Regions from separate parts of the Mus musculus genome. Here region 2 is linked to region 1. Evidence: chromatin contacts called from public HiChIP or PLAC-seq data. All regions are on one chromosome and are shown on one strand. Each heading gives the region's core, a stretch centred on a gene start, on an enhancer-like site or on the middle of the called end of the contact. The rest is flanking DNA. Distances are from core to core; before and after follow the strand shown.

Region 1 (4,191 bases), core at 369-2,868:
TCCAAGGGCTTAGACGTTAAAACTGGTTCTTCCCTCTGGAGAAAGCTCGAGAGATAGGCAGTTATCACTGCTGGGGATCTCAGGCCTAGGATGGGTCAGAAAGCAAAAGGCAGGTTTGTCTGGTTTTCTGTTACTTTATCTCCACTTTCTTATTCACTTATCTTTATGCAGTTTTAATAACCTAATCTTGTCTCAACATTTTCTGGGAATCGTAAGAGAGCTATTCATGTACAGATTATAGAGTCCTTTCGTGGTAAAGGGAAGTATCACTTCTAATTAGGATGAGACCTCTAAAGCAGGCAATACAGACAGGTATGGTCGTTAGCACCAGTGCAATCAATTAGAAGTAGCTGCCTGGAGCACACATTGAGGAAAAAAACTCTGAGACCACATTCAGAATCATCAGGAAAGAATGCTTTGATCATTGCTGCTGCCATCAGTCATGATTATGACACAGGACAAGGCAAGTAGGTGAAAGGTGAAGACGGTCTCTGCCATCAGGAGCTGGTCTGGACCCCTACAGGATGTGAGTTTTCTTGTGACCACAGAAACTCTCGGTATTAAGAAAAAAAAAAATTTACATCAGGAAATCGACTGTTGATCTTGTGACTTCATACTGTAATTCCTCCAGGCAAATCACTTTCAGTCTTTCAATGTTACCCATCAGCATGGTTTCCAGATCTTTGGGCAAGCAGGTTTTGCTCCATTAGACACGTTCTGGCTTATGCCTGTTCTTCCTAAAATGTCGTAGTCCCTGAATAGTGGTGGAATAGAAAACTGTGTGGACCTAATATGGGAAGCAAAGTAACATAAGAAATATAAACACGTGTGTCGGTACTCGGGCGTTCTTACTAAACCCAAGGAAAACAAGAGCCAAGCATTCGACAAGTGAGGGCATTCAGGAAAAAGTGGCAGGCAACCTCCTGCACAAGGTGTCCCCAGTGACCAACTCCAGTGCCAGCAAGTGTATGGGAACAAGCAAGCAAGTTCTTATTCTGCATTTGAAAACCAAAGGTTGATAATTTAATGAATATTTCAGAACCAACAAATAAATACTTCTCTGAATAACATATAAGAAGGCTTTATTACAGAGAAATATCTGACATATATATATATATATATATATATATATATATATATATATTACATTATATTGTAGATACTACATGTATGTATACATTTCCCACATGCATATATGGGTATACTATATTATGCATATATGTGTTTGTACATATGTGTATTAGAACATGTGTATAGTAAAATTCAGGCCTAAGACAAAATTATTTTTGCTCAACATATTCTTGGACTTTCTGACCTATCAAACATCTCTAATTACTTTTCAAATGGAGGTGAAAAAAGAACAACCACGGGACAGAGAAAAGCTGAGTGTTCTCTCTCTTCCTTCAGAAAACCTCCGGTGTCTAATTAGACACCAGTGGCCTCCAGGGACCAGCAAGGCCCCAGAACTGCCTCTCTTAGCTGCACGTTAGAAATGCCTGGAGACTTATATCATTTTGTTCTTGCTATTTTTTTTATTAGCTCCAAAGTGGGCCAACTGAAGCAATCTTTCTGAGGAAGCAGTATAACAAGCCAGTGACTCTTCTCGGAACCCTTCTGAGGAGCCGGAGTGAGTCACAGCTTAAGGCCTAACACACATTTACCACCTTCACTTCTTGAACAACTGCTCACCCCATAAAACCAGCTGATAGAATAAAAACTGTCCATGAGCTAGAAAAATCAAATTCTTCCTTCTCTGCTTTAACCAGATAACCTCTGTTTCCCACTGACTCATAAGCCAATAGGTTCTCATGTGTGCAAATTACAGATGATGCTTCCAGGCTGGGAAGATGTAAGAGAAGCCAGGTGCCAGGCAAGAGCTAAGAGGTGAGACCTAGACACCATGAAAAAAGCCTTCCTTCAGTACTGTCCAGTCAACAGACTTGGTTACAAACATTCCTGTGTTTTCCCACTATGGAAGGAGGGCAGGATAAAGTCCATTTGCTTAAGAAGCCATTCCTTCTTTCATGTGGTTAATTATGGTCTCTTGGGGGAACATACCAACCTTATCAAAACCTATCTGCAGGGTGCTCTTTCGGAAGCAACCTACAGTTACTTCACCGTGAGTACGGCTTTTGCGCCAATGGCCTTCTCAGTGCCCCGCAATCCCAGTAAGACAGGTTCTAGGTCAGTGATTTAAAGACTAAATGACAGCCCCACGATTGACACACAACTCAAGTGTGAACGTGGGAGAGTCTCAAATCTAGATGATCCACTCCCGTTTTTCTGCATCTTGCCCTTTGCTGTCCACGCATACACGGGTTTCAACATTTTTCTCCCTGTTCTTTTCTGTGCTATCAGCTTCGAATTTATTGTTTTGAGGGTGGGAATTTTCTTCTCAAAAGTCTAAGTATGCATCAAAGAAAGGCGAAAGCTCCTTCTGACCAGTTTCAAGATTAGCATCGTGTCTTAGGCCACCGATTTCTCTCCTACCCACATGCTGGGTGTGGCTCTCCGAGCTGACTTTTGTTACGAATCAAATGGCTTTGTGTGGAATTAGTTATGTCAAGATCTTTAGGGAAGGAAAGCTGAGTAAATCTAGTAGATCTAAAAGGGAAGAATGAACTGCAAAAAAAAAGAGAGAACGGGGGAGAAGGAATAAAACCAGAAAAACGTAAGGGAAAACAAACAAACAAAAAAATGCCAATGAGTGACTCATTGGAGAAAGTGCAATGAGTTAAGCAACTAACAAAGACTGAGAAAAGCTCGAGCATTACTGTATTCTAAGTGAAATACCAAGATGTAGCATAGTGGCAGGACCTGAATAAATATTTACTGAATGATTGCTCTGTACAGTCTAGCTAAGTCAGAAATAAGGACAGTAGTGACATTTATAAGCCTTCATGATGACTAATCACTACTCAGATGTTTCCCATTTTATATTAATGAAAATGGTATCAAACTCTTGCTTAGACATATCAAAGAAAGAATATGGGATGTATATGTATACAAAGAAAGGTCAACAAAATATAACTACTCATTGTTATAGATATGGGGGGGAGACTATAAAGTGTTGTTTGAAAAGGTAGCCAGACAGGAGGAATTAAATCCACAAGGGGACGAATAAAGGTTTGTGTTCTAGCATGTTCTAGATTCATCTGATGGAATGTTCTATCCATTTGCCTAACAATTCTGCCAGAAGACTTGAGGTCTCCACTTAAACATGTGGAGAGTGGAACATTTCAGCTACTCAGTAGTCTGAGGTATAGGATTCCAAGATCAAGATCATATGAAAACAACTCACTAGTTAAGTGTTCCACTTCTACACACAGGGTCTTGTCTTTGATCCCTAGCACCACACAAACCAACAAGCCAACCAACAAATAAATAAAACCACGACTCAGAAAGGGTTTGTATCACGAACCTCTTACTAAACCAAGATCGTGGTCCGCCAGCCAGTTCTGGCTCCACTTGTCCGGCATTTCCTCCAGAGCAACTTGCTGGTGGAATGTTCGCTCCCAAGTGGTGAACGATGACAGAGAGTCTTACTGCTCAGGGCATGATAGAGGGAAGCATGAGCTGGGTTCCACTCAGGAATTACAGAGCCACTTCTGCAGGCTAACAGACTCTCTCAGTGACTGATAGACCACACCAGGATTTGAGAAATACTACAAAGACAGCATTTTCCCGAGAACTCAGCACCACCTTCTTGGGAAATTTTCAAAAGTTCCCCCAAGTGGGAGAGGGTGGAAACCTTCTTCCTGTTAGCCTCCACCAGTTGCACACTGGACATCATTAACCATGCCATCTTTGTTATGCACATGGAGAAGGTCGGAGGGTGTGCTATGATTTGAGCACGCTTTGTTCCCAAGATGTTGGAGCACTAGACGCTTAACCCTCAGTGGGGCGATACTGAGAGGTGACAGAACAGCTGTGTAGTGATGCTTAGTGAGCAGTAATTAATGCTTAGTGAGGTCATGGGGTGGGGGGAGGGGAGGGTATTTCCTGGGAAGGAATTGATGCTCATGGAATGAGCAGTTCCTGTAAGTGTGTTATGGAGAAATCATATCTGGCCCAACCCCAGTGTCTGGCTCAGGCTCGCCATCTTCTCTCTCCCACTCATGCCTACTCTTGCCATGGTGCTATCAGCTGCATGGCCCTCACCAGAGCTGCAGAAGCCAGCTGATCTCCAAC
Region 2 (4,689 bases), core at 2,175-4,674, 390 kb before region 1:
ACAGAGCTTCCCAGCTCAACTGAGCCAATCTGAGGAACTCCATCCCAGGCATGCCCAGAGGTATGTCTCTCTGGTGATTCATGGTCGTATTAAGTTGACAAACAGTATTAAGCATCACAACATAGACTGATCTGCCTTTACAAAATTAACCTAGCTCACCCAAGATGGCTGATTATATGGTTGCACAATGCCACATACACATATGCACATACATGTACATGCAGAAGAGAGAAATAATAGTAGAAGTGAAATAATGGATAGATAGATAGATAGATAGATAGATAGATAGATAGATAGATAGATAAATAGATGATAGATAGATAGATAGATAGATAGATAGATAGATAGATAGATAGATAGATAGATAGATAGATATTGTGGCACATGCCTATAACCCTAGCAGTGAAGAAACTAAATAAAGTAGAAGAGCTGTGAATTCAGATAAGACAGTGCTTCAAACCAAACAATAGAAAAACAATTGAACCATTTTCAAGATTTTTTTTTTCTAGGTTTAGGGGACAGAAGTAAGCTAGTCCATGGAGCATGAGTCAAACCATTAAAAGTCTTGCTGGGGGTTGTAAAAAAAAATTACAAAGTTTATAGGACTCTGTCATTTCTGCTTCTGTAAGCAGCATTGCTAAGGTTAATAACTGCATGGTCATGCAAATATTTTAGCGATTGAAAATGAATACAATGAGGAGAACAGGTAAGTTAATAAAACAGAATGGAATGTGTCAAATCATTTAAAACCTTAATAACATGTTGTCTTACCAGGTATGCCTTCATTGTCAGAAATATTAGATTTCGTAGCAAAGAAATTGATTAAGAATAGCTATATTTTGTCTCTATATCAAAAAAGAACGACTTTATGATTGGTTTTGGTTTTGTTTTGCTGGTTTGCTTGTTTGACTTCAGCACAAGTTCTAATGTTGTGTTTTTATTTCTGGGTCTTTTATTCCAGGCTACCTGTCTGTCTGTCTGTGTACATCACTGGCAATATCCCGTTCAGCCTTGACTTCTAGAATGTTCCTGGTCTCTCGGAATTCTCCCACCTGGCACTGATTTTGTACTCCGGCATTGCTTTCTGTCTGGAATACCCACTTCCTCCTACCCAGAGAACTTCTACATGTCCTTAATCACATCATTTAGATCACATACATGGTGCATCTTATGTGTTTCTAAGCATCTGCACAGAAGCTCAGCCTCTTGCTTCTTTGTTCTCCCAGGACACTCTGTTTCTAACTTTTTTTTGTTTTTTCCAGACAGGGTTTCTCTGTATAGCCCTGGCTGTCCTGGAACTCACTCTGTAGACCAGGCTGGCCTCGAACTCAGAAATCCACCTGCCTCTGCCTCCCAAGTGCCCGGCTCTGTTTCTAACTTTATCATAGCATGTATCCTATTGCATTGTAATACCCAGTTTCTCTGATTGCAACACTCGAAGCACCTCCATCAATGAATAAAACCCTTTGCTGAGTGACTGATCTTGGGAAAGAATAATAGCGAGCCACTCTGTTGCATTATATATGTGTATCACAAGCACGCGCGCTCACACACACACACACACACACACACACAAACACACACACACACACACCACACACACACTTAAACTTTACAGCCTCCACGGACATAAAAATTGTCAGCATTCATCTGATAAAGATGAGAAAATTCATCTGGAGAAGGTCAGCGCTACAATTCCGATCTTAAGTGTCCTTCCCAGCCATACATGCTAAATGTTAGGTTTCCAGAGTGGGCCTGTTAGGAAGTCAGAGGTGCCTTTAAGGGGTGTGTCTTGATGGGATGTCTGTCAATCATTGGGAGTGTGCACTTGAGTGAGATCCCTTTGCCTAAGGCTCCTCCTCAGTCTCCTTTGGCTTCTGACCATGAGATGTGTAGTTTTGCTTAACACAGGTTCTAACCGTGATGTACATATTTGCCGCAGGCCTGAGCCTATAAGACTCACACTGATCATGGACTGGAACCTTTAAAACTTGGAGACAAAATTAATGGTTTTGGTCCTTTATTTATCAGCTGCCTCAGGTACTCTGTCACAGTGACAGAAAGCTGGCTACCTCAGCAAGTACATACTAAATGACTTGCTGCTCAGAGAAGGGCCGCCATCAGTGATCAAACTATTCACACACTGTCTCTCCGTGTTGTTAAATGCTCTTCAGTGTAAAGCAGCTACATGAGCAAGATAATAATCCAGTTCCTTTGTCTCTAGACTATATCAGGGAACAGCAGGCATTTGGTTAACATTCTCAAATCAATGAAAAGATAAATGAGTAAACGAATGTACGGATACTATACCCTTCATGGTCCATAAGAGGTGTTCTCTGAAATCTATGTAGATGCATAGACTTTAGGGAAACCTGTCATATCTTAAATAGATTAGAGTGTTTTTCTGGAAGAGAGCCTAGGTGAACACTCTTACCCAGTTTATTTTTAATCTATACTGTGTTTTTACAGCAGGCGTGTCTAAAATGAAGTATGACACCCCCCCCCCACAAAGAATGGCCCCTGGCATGCAGGCTACATATCTCTGGTGAAGTGACTTCCACGGCTCAGCCACTGCTATCTCAAAACCGTGGGCCCACCCAAGGAAAGAGACTTTGGAGTCTGTCCAAAGAAGCACAATGAAAATGATGAACGGGTTGGAAAACCGTCTTCCCAAAGAAAGGTCACAGGATCTGGGCCCACGTAGCATGGAAATATGAAAAGGCAAGCCTACCAACGTGCTGCGGGAATGTGGCAAGGCAGAGGTGAGCAGCTGGTTTTAATTCTTAGTTATGATGGTGAAAGTCCAGGATAATTAATTTCAAATGGAGCATAGAAGCTTTAGGTTAGTCCCTGTAAAGTCCTTACAACACAATAGAATTCATTAACCCGAAACGTTATGGGATTTCTGTCTTTGGAAAGGTTTTGTGAGACGAGTCAACAGCAGAGAAATGCACTTTGCCAGGCCGGGCTGGAGAGGGAATGGAAATGTGGTTAGAAAAAACAGGCGGGTCTGAGGCTTGGGCCTTCGTGTTCTTCACTTTGGAAATGAAATTATCTCCAGCAAACTTGGCTTTTAGGAAAAGCCTTATCCCCACACCCGGTCGCTCTTTATGCTTTTTCCTATCGTTTTGAAAATGCAAGATCCAAATTCTTTTAAGAAAATTATTTTGGAAGAAAGAGAAAGAAAAAAAAAAAAAGAACTTCTCAACTATTTGTTGCAATACTTTTTTTTGGCAGGGAATGTTATAGAGTCACAAGCAATTGCAGCAATGATTTATGAACAATTACTAGAGGATGACAAACCAACAATGTGAAAGAGGAGGGTGTTGGGAATTATGAAAACACTCCGGACCCACAGCGCAGCTAGTCTGCCTGTCTGCGTTCTTTATCTCTGGACAGCAGCACTGGCGTGGACCGCATGGCGGTTTATACTGCTCACGGCAGGCCCCAGGCCTCTTCTGCCTCTCCGCAGGCACAAGGCCCGCGAGCTGGGACTGACAATGCTGTTTCTCATCTTGCGGAGCCACGTGAGAACGTTAGGCTTGAGCCCTGTTTTTATTATATCGTATTACCCATGCATTGCTCTAATACAGTATTAATACGATACAGATGTATTAATGCATTGTGGCATCGCAGATATTGAAGTATAAGGGCACAGAGACTTATGTGGGAAGTCTTTTCAAGGTCTGTGGAGACTTCTTCCATGGTCCAAAAGAAAGGAATTCCCAGAGGGAAGCCCACTCACCATAGAGCGACCGCACTGTCTAGACGGCCTAAATTGGTGGTATGGGAAGAATGCTGAGAGCTCATAATTAAATCAAAGTAACCTCTACCTGCCATTTGGATCACAAGCAGAAACAAAAGTAGTATTAATTGCAAATGCCAGCAATCCAAAAATGTGATTAATTTAAAAAAAAATGCTACTTTCCCCGCAGACAGTTTTCTTCAATTCACATATCTTTTGGTAGAAAAATAAATTCAGGAAGGTTCTCCATCATACAAGGAATTCTTTGTTCCACTGGCTACTAACATTTTAAACAAACTCACCCTTCAAGATAAGGGGATCTCCTGAAAGGGCTCAGGCCTCTCGTTCTCTTCCCCATCGGTCAACTTGCCAACACTAAAGGAGGTTCTCACATTAAGAGCCAAGATGTTTGCTTCCAGAGGCGATGTGTGAAAGATTCCCCTGTGATCTGGCCTGGATAGTGTTGTGTTACATTGATTATGCTGATACTCTCAGGAGGGAGTAGAAAACAAACTCAAGTCTGGATCACTAAGTGCCCAGTTAGAGGGAGGTCTATGAAGAGCTGGACACCAGTTGTGTGGGGAAAGAGTATTTACTGAGTGTTTCCCAGAAGGAAACCTTTGCCCCTGGACACTCTGTGTGGTACTATCTTATAACTGACTCTCAAACCGAGACAAAGAGACACCAGGCATGGAGAGACACCAGGCAACTCTTAGAAAGGAAAGGGGAATGGCTTACATTTTCAGAGGTTCAATCCATTATCATTATGGCAGGAAGCATGGCAGCACACAGGTAGACACAGTGCTGGAGAGGTAGTGAGTTCTATATCCAGATCCATAGGCAGCAGGAAGAGAGAGCAACTGGCAGTTGAAATCGGAAAGCCCATCCCCAGTGGCTCACTTCCTCCAAGAAGGCCAGATCTATTCCTACAGGGCCACGCCTCC

Evidence for each region. HiChIP or PLAC-seq counts read pairs in DNA pulled down with a chosen protein or histone mark.
Region 2: a contact with region 1 is called in an H3K27ac HiChIP or PLAC-seq map of the NIH/3T3 cell line, with 5 times the contacts expected there. The contact joins two enhancer-like sites. A contact is called at or near these places in 2 of 115 datasets of contacts at active chromatin or transcription factors (the NIH/3T3 cell line and fibro-adipogenic progenitors).

The regions. Positions count from the first base shown.
Region 1 is chr15:93,632,083-93,636,273 of GRCm38.p6, reverse strand. No RefSeq gene overlaps it. Among named protein-coding and RNA genes, the nearest start is that of Gm41385, 22 kb to the right of the region's middle. Within about 2 kb of position 1,618, at least 32 of the 459 cell types and tissues checked have an H3K27ac peak or open chromatin away from gene starts, as enhancers often do. A contact at or near this core is called in the NIH/3T3 cell line, where this site is marked.
Region 2 is chr15:94,024,491-94,029,179 of GRCm38.p6, reverse strand. No RefSeq gene overlaps it. Among named protein-coding and RNA genes, the nearest start is that of Gm30609, 64 kb to the right of the region's middle. Within about 2 kb of position 3,424, at least 59 of the 459 cell types and tissues checked have an H3K27ac peak or open chromatin away from gene starts, as enhancers often do. A contact at or near this core is called in the NIH/3T3 cell line, where this site is marked.